2 separate regions of the Mus musculus genome follow, and region 2 is linked to region 1. The links are chromatin contacts, called in public Hi-C maps. All regions are on one chromosome and are shown on one strand. The core of a region is the stretch at or near the end of the contact, and the rest is flanking DNA. Distances in the headings are between cores, read along the strand shown.

Region 1 (3,860 bases), core at 627-3,126:
AGAAGGACTGAAAAGCTGTTGGCTAGCCAGTCTCTCTCTACCCGTTCACCTTTCCACTAGAAGCTGCTACCAGTGAACAAAAATAGAAATGGAGATGGCTAGATGGAAACTCTAGCAAAGTTTTCAGAAGAAAAAAAAAAAAAGCCAATCCTCTCCTCATCTCTGTTTGTTTTCTTCTATTAAAACTGGGGTCTCACGTGCCCTAGGCTGGCTCCAGATTCACTATGTAGCGAAGAATGAACCTGTGCATCTAACCCTGCTTCCACCTCCCACGTTCTGGGCATCTCAGTTTGCTGTCTGATGCTGTGCTAAACACTGCAGCCAGAACTTAGCTGGCTGAGGCAGTGGTTTATTTGGCTTCCGTCATCAGTGGGAAGCCAAGGCAGGAACCTGGAGTCAGAACCTGAAACAAAGATTCCTGGAAGAACACTGCACGAGGCTTGCTTATTTAGCTCACCCCAAGGCTCACGGTCATACGCCTTTCTCAAACATCCTAGGCTCACCCTCTTAGGGATGTACTACCCACAGTGGGCTTCCCCAAACCATCAGTTAAAAATGGGGGAAAAAAATCCCTCACAAGCAAACCAGAAGGCCAATCTGATGAAGGTTCTTCCTCAGTTGAAAGTTCATCTTCCCTGGTACACCTAGGTTTGTGTCAAGTTGACAAAAACTAACTATGACACTGAGCAGCAAGTATATTTCACCACTCCCAGCTTGTGTTGTGTTGGGGACCTTGTGCATCTGAGGCAATCATCCTACACACTGAGCCACGCCCCCACCCCAACCCTGTTCCTTCTACCTCTTTCTTGAAACACAGATGTTAAATCCTGGACTTCTGAAGCCCTTGTGTGCCACAGAGACAATTAAGATAATGTCAAGGCCGTCAACAAAGGACGAAACTGAGATGTGTTCCAACCGAAAACCACCTCCCATGGCCTACGGCGTCTGAGGAGAAAGCCAACTCCTTGTTTGTTGCCACCTCTTAGTACGGTGTTCTGTATCTGCGGCAGTTCTGCATGACGTCATCACCACCTCTGAGCTGCTTTATCCTTCACAAACGGTCTCTGTCCTGCTATCAGGCATAATCCAGAAGCGCACCAGCCAAGGGCAAGCCAAGGCTGGCTGTACTCAAGCAGTGGCAGGGGCTTCTCTCCAGACTTACCAAAGCTAACACCCCCCACCCCCCTGCTGAAGGATGAGGGAAACACAGTTAAACCTGTCAGCAAATGTCACATTCAAGTGAATGGAAGTTATACGGGCCATGCCCTCACGGGGCATGTGATTAAGAGGATTAAAATAACCACATGCGCGTGGGGAAGGTGCTTTTCAGACTTCCCTTCCTCTTGTTTTAATAACCAACTCTCCCTTGTAGGAGGTGTCTGCACTTGGTCCCAGGAGGGTTCTTTATGCACAATGTGATGTACAGAGCTGACTTCAGATCGGAAAGAGAAATTCTGCCATGTCACTTCCAAACCGCTAAATGGGCTCCCTAATGATTCTGGGCTGAGGACTTTTGAACATCTGAAAACCAAAGGAGACACCAAGTCTGCTGGAGAGAACAGGAGCAGGTTGGGGGAAGGGGTGACAGCCACCATTCACCTTGTGATGAGTGTTGGCGGGCGGTGCTGTCCACAGGAATGAACCCAGTGAGCAGTAGCGCTTGGTACCCTCATGCCAGCCTTCAGGAGCACAGAAAAGGGTTTTCCTTCCTGGGCCCTGCTGCTGCCTGGATGCCAGGCAAAGAACATCCGGGGCTTGCTACATAGAAACAGGACTTAGCCACATCAAAAATTTAGACATTAACCCCTATTTACAGCATTTGTTCACAACATACGGCCCAGAAGCTTTTTAGTAAATCACTTGAGATGAGCTGTCTGGCCTCAAATAAAAGATGTTTGCCAATTCCTTGGTAAGGCAGAAGAAGAGCTCTTTATCAAAAGCATATTAGCATATTTTGCCTCATTAATAACTTCACTGCAGCATTAATTTGCCTAATTATCACATTTGGAATTCAACATGGTATCTAATTAATTCAGAACCAAAAAAAAAAAAAAAAAACAAACCCAGAATTCTAAAGTGCACTGGCTCTTGTGGGGGCACCCCCCTCTTTCCTTGGGGTGAGTGTTTGTGCAGGTGTGAGTGTGTGTCCTGCATCTGCCCAGGAAATCCAGCATTCCCCGGGTCCCATGTAAAAATATCTATAAAGTGACCATCTCCCAAGCCTAGCAAGCTTGGTTTTCTGTGATGCCTTCAACCCTCTCCTCTCTCCTTTCTTTTGTTTCTTCTCTGCCACTGCTTTTTCCTAGAGTCTGAAAGCAAATACAAGAGCCAAAGGGACCGCCAATGGCCTTTCTTTGCCAGCCAGTGCCTTCAGCACTAAATAAATGAGCAGTGTTTGCGTGTCTTACCCCTCCCTGGAAAGTCCTTCTGACTAATTTCCAGAGGCCATGGGTAAACTCCTAGCTGGCATTGGCAAAAATAAAAATTAAAGCACAGCCGCCAAAACTGTCTCGGGGATCAAAAGAGCACATCACCAACTCCCCTGCACCCATATACCCTGAACTCCCCACAAGATCTGTACCATGTGCTGCCATGGGAGCAGAAAGACAGAAAAGATCTAGGCCTACATGATATTGCAGGGGTAGGGGGGAATGGTTGTTTAAATAAATTCTGTTTCCTATGTGCCTGCTTCAGGGCTATTTTTAAAACGTAAAGTTGTGGCCAAGAACAGTCAGGTCAGGTTAATGTACTGGGGATATTTAGATTTTAAAAGGTGTTATTAACCACCCAATGGGAAATGCAGCTCTGACTATCTAAAATGTAAAGCATGGGGCCTGCCTTCTTCAGGTAATGTATTCCAACGCAAAGAGCAGCTATTTATAGGTTGGAAGGTGCATCCTGCTACAGGTCAAATCCCTACCAACAATAATCCTCTTCCATAGGCAGAGAATTTCCTCTGTAAATGTATATTTCAAACACTTCTAAGCTATAAGCCTACTGTTCTTGCTTCTTCTAGATTAAATTCATTTAGAGAGTGAATAGTCTAAATTCAATAGTTTAATCCAAGAAAATCATCAATGACCAAGAAAAAAATAATAATAACATAGTTGTCTGTGGCTGAGTTTTCCTGCCTGCTGTACCTGACATCAACATCCCCTTGAATCTTCTCAGCTCGCTTCTAGTGCACTCAAGGTGAACAGCCTTAACACCAAACCTTTACAGGGTACCATCCTACAGCAGAAGGATGCAGGAGGATGGTGTGCCCAGGTTCTGGTGTTTTATCTTGATATCCGAGCATCAGGAGCGGATCATAGATTCCTCAAGACTAAGGAGTGGATACTAAGGAAATGCCTGCTGCATAAGATGAGGACCTGAGCTGGGATTCCTAGCACTCACACTACGAAGCCAGGCATGGCCACACGTGTCTATAACCCCAGTCGTGGAAGCAGAGACAAATGGATCCCCAGAGCTGGATGACCAGCCAGTCAACCCAGTGAATATTAGGTTTAGTGAGAGAAACTCACTGGCTGCCACACACACGTGCACACACGTGCACACCTATACATACATGTACTCATATACACACTAGTCTTTAGTGAAAGAATCTGTGCCCCACACATGTATGTGCACACTCATGCACACAGGTAACTCACACACACACTACACACATACACACACACACACACACACACACACACACACACACACACACACACCAAATGCTCCAGCAGCATCAGCTAATATTCCTTCAAGAGATTACCCTACTTTAATCCAAGCTATGGGAAAAAACAAAAAACAAAACACTACTCTGGTTCCCCCAGCCCGGAACCATAAGCCTGCTCGTCAGTGCTATTGACCAC
Region 2 (4,128 bases), core at 1,323-3,822, 390 kb before region 1:
ACCCGGATCTAGCGGCAGCGATGACTCTGGTGCATGATCAGTCAATTCCACTTCAGTCAAGGTACCCTGATAAGGACTGGGCTGTGGTCATTGTCATCTAGCACAAACAATCAGGGGGCTGAGGTAGAAGAAGGAAGCTAGCAACCTCTGACCTGGACTGCCAACTCCAGGCTGTCGGCAGCCTGGCTAGGCAGTTCCAGCTCATGTAGCTGAACCAGATTGACAATGGGTGTGTCCTTGTGCCTCTACAGCTCCATGCAGAAGGGACTGTGATGCTTGGCTAGGCACATGTTCTGTGGCTCATTAGCACCCACACCCTCATCATAGGCACCTAGAAGGGTATGCTTGTGCCTACAGAGTTCTCTCCATCAGATTTTGAGCCCAGAGAATGTCAGTGGAAGGGTCGTTTACATTCCTTACCCCTCCTTGTATAAGAGCTCATTACATGGAAGGCCAGTGTACATTATGGGGCCTGACTGCACAGACACTCCAGGTTCAGGTCTGTGTCCCAGTCACCCACCCTCTGTCCTTTCATACCTAGAGCAGAGAGTTGAACTGCTTCACCAGGTGGGACTGACTGGATGTTCTGTGCTGAGATCAAGCTGAACATGGTCCTCTAGATCGCCAATGGCTGTGCCAGGATCTTCCTCCTCCTCCTCCCAGGAGAAAATCAACAATTTTGATGCAAAACTCAAAGCTCAAGTCACAGAACCAACACAAATACAAGTCTAACTCCTTGCAGTGGAAAAATTCAAAACTCAAACAAACAGCGCGCACACACACACAATTTTGCTCCAAAAAAAAAAAAAAAAAAAAAAAAAAAAATCCTAGATTCTGTGCTCAGACTTCTCGTCCTTTCAAAGCCCAGAAGACACTTGCCCTGCTAAGCACACTAAATGCTCTGCTGACATAATCACTTTCCTCACCCCAGTCTTTACCTCTGTAGAACTCCACTGAGTAGGTAGGAGGGAGTATAGAGGAAAAGTAGAAAAGTGGATACCTTCTTGGGCCAGTCCTCTGCATCTCTGGGTCTTTGAGTCACATAAAGACCTGGAGAAATGAACAATGCCCAAGGTTGTTGTACAGGAGTCATTAAAATCTCTTTATAAGTTTTCACATACCGGTACATCTGATTTGCTTTTGTAATGTGTGCATTTCGCGCATTGATCATAATACTATGGAATCCACGAGCTGTTTACTCTCTACTAAGGAACTCTCTTCCTTGGAGGCATAGCTACCCCTGGCTTTTACCACTTAAGATAAGTATATTACAATGTACAACTTCCCACCCCGTTATCGTCCATGTTGGAATGGCATTTCTTGTTTTGGAGACTCCTGTAATAACGACTTCTCTAGAGTGAGGCAATGTCTAATCAGAAGAGAACGATCTTCCAGAGTAATCATATCTGAATAGTCTTTCTATTGCGAAGGAACCACTAATGAAAACAAAACAAAACAAAACAATCTATACCCCTCCATCCTCTTTTATGTCAGTAATTACTTATATGTGAGGAATCAATGTCAGAGAAGTTTGTCAGCCTTGAACAACTGCAAGGGATACTTAAGGGTAAAAAAGAGATTTAAGGAAGTATACTGCAGTCAGTCTTGTTAGAAAATTGTTGCCTCCCAATTATTTTTTAAAAGCCCCTGGCTAAAGAAAACCACGGGTGGCCTGGTTGGCTGAAGGCTAAAGACACATTAAACCATCTGTCTAAAGGATAATAAATAGTCTCGTGTTAAGTTTCTTTATGTGTGAAGCGCTCTAAATGCTAAACAGTCCCACGCGTTAATGATGGCATTGTTCTTCGTGCCTAGGAGACATCATCACGGCAGAGTGCTCTTTTAACTAGTCATCTTGACTCACTGAGCAGACTGAGTTACTCATATGCACAAGCTTTTCTTGGCTCCTCCGTGATCTGTAGAATTGATTTCTTCAAGGACGTGTCAGAAAAAAATGACTAATTTTTTTTTTCCTTTCAGTCTTGGATAGGCATTGGCATTTATTTTTGCACTAGGACATGAGAATGTGATTCTGAGACCAGGCCACCTCTGATGAGATCATTAAATCTTTAGGTGTCCATGCTTAGTGACATATTTTGGCAATGACTTTTCATGCTAATTACCAATAACTGGTATCAGAGAAAGACCACAAGAGACTTGAGTTGGTTTGGGAAGGGTAGTCTGAAGTTTCAGGACAAAACAAACAAACAAACAAAAAAACAAAAAACACTCATTTGATCTTTTTGAGACTTTTAATCTTGCCTGATGAGGCAACCTTTGGAAAAACAAACAGCTATACCTCAGTACCGGTGACTGCAGATTCTTCTTGAGCAAGTATTTTCAATGGTATACAAAAGAGTTGCCTTTGTTAGAACTAAATACCACAGAAAGCCCCTGGTTATTTGGGCTCTGGGTCTCAGAGAGAATAGGGCAATCTTGACCTTCCCCTCAGGATCTTTATTCTTATATATTTATCAGCTGAAAACTGAAAGTGCTTCAGTGGACTCTCAAGTCCTTGCTGCCACATGCATTAGCCAGGAGAGGGACCCATTTAACCACGTTCGAAATCCTTTCCCTTCTTTCTCTCACACAACCTCTGCCAGGCTCAGTCTCTATCAGTTCTCAGCATTGGTGTTACCATGCATGTTCAGAAAAGCCATTTAGGATACAGAAAAATGAAGAATACTCTTAAGATTTCATCCACATAGCATCAAAAGATCCAGATGAAGTATGCAAAAGGCAAGTAATCAAACCTATTACTTCCACAACGCTATACATCTGGATGTTTATGTTTGGAAACATCCAGCAATGGTGTTTAAATGCCTGATTGCGTTTTCGCCCATCTTTCCTCCAGCTGTTTGGCATCAACGAGGCCGTCGCTGGAAAGGAATATGCTTTGCTGTTAGGGATTCGTTATTAGTATTATCATTGTTTTGTAGTAAACAACTACCTTATTAAAATGCTGCTTTATGAATGAAGGGCAGCTGGAGATTTGGAAAAGAGGCATTTTCTGAGGCAAAAAAGAAAATCAGTTCTATGCCAATAGAATGACAAGCTGAATAATATAAAAACTGTGTGCTCTGTTCTCCCTAGGGACTAAGACATCAGGAAGCTGTGTTTACAGCCCTGAGCTGTGATATTCTCATGTTCTATTCTGTTGGTGCTGTTAGATGAAAATCTCTGTTAATATTAAAAGCACTGTGGCAGAAATTTGCTTTAAGTTGCTTGTGTTCTCTTTCCTAGCATATTGCCAAAGTATAGGTCTATAAAATACATTTTGATTTCTGCTGGAGTAAAATATAAAGCAAAACCAACAGCATGGTCAAGGGTAATATTGCAGTCAGAAGAGGTAGACATGAAGCAGCAGCCTGGTTTTAAAGCAGGAGAATTTGATGAACAACCTATACATTTACTCCTAAACCCAAAACACCAAACATACTGTTGGTCACCAATATGTCAAGTAGTCACATCTATAACATGCAATTTATCCTTCGGTAATTTTAATAATACAGGTTTTATTTTGCTGAGCACATAAATACCAATATCTCCCATTATACACAGAATACATTGTAGGTACACTAAGGTAATTTTCATTGGAAACACATTTAAAAAAAAGTTAGCTTTCTAATTTCTAGTACCACCTTGCTATTTTCGTAATTCTTCATTCCTGTTACATAAAATTAGTAACATACATTTGGAAAAACTTAGGCCACAGGAAATTCCCACACATGTGTTAAAGTCTGCATCAGCTTTGCAGGACTCTGCACCAATACCTGTGTAGGCCAGGGACAGTTTCAGTGCCATTTAGAACAAAGCACATAGTGTCCTATCCTGAGACACATTTTCATTTCTCAACTGAAAAAACACTCCAGAGCCGAAGGGGCAAAAATCAGTTCTGTCTTTGTTGCTGTCTTTGAGCAGTAAGTTCTAAAAGTTGAAGCTATTAAACCTGATTGAAAGAAACAAATCAACCTTTCAGCTTTCCAAGATAAACCTTTTTGAAAAATCATACCTTGAAAAAAACTAAAGTAAGCATTTAGCAGAAGGAGCCTCCCAAATAAAGAAAGTGCCTTGCATTACCTCACAAGAAGGCACAATAGCTCATATTCATGCTACCTACCCCACTGC

What was found. Hi-C and Micro-C count contacts between places; a contact is called where the count stands out from the background.
Region 2: a contact with region 1 is called in a Hi-C map of cortical neurons. The contact joins two enhancer-like sites. A contact is called at or near these places in 2 of 484 Hi-C or Micro-C datasets (cerebral cortex and cortical neurons) and 2 of 115 datasets of contacts at active chromatin or transcription factors (astrocytes and differentiating embryonic stem cells).

Annotation. Positions count from the first base shown.
Region 1 is chr14:79,820,132-79,823,991 of GRCm38.p6, reverse strand. No RefSeq gene overlaps it. Among named protein-coding and RNA genes, the nearest start is that of Gm10845, 47 kb to the left of the region's middle. Within about 2 kb of position 1,876, at least 16 of the 459 cell types and tissues checked have an H3K27ac peak or open chromatin away from gene starts, as enhancers often do. A contact at or near this core is called in cortical neurons, where this site is marked.
Region 2 is chr14:80,211,550-80,215,677 of GRCm38.p6, reverse strand. It overlaps the pseudogene Gm17923. Among named protein-coding and RNA genes, the nearest start is that of Gm31776, 31 kb to the left of the region's middle. Within about 2 kb of position 2,572, at least 12 of the 459 cell types and tissues checked have an H3K27ac peak or open chromatin away from gene starts, as enhancers often do. A contact at or near this core is called in cortical neurons, where this site is marked.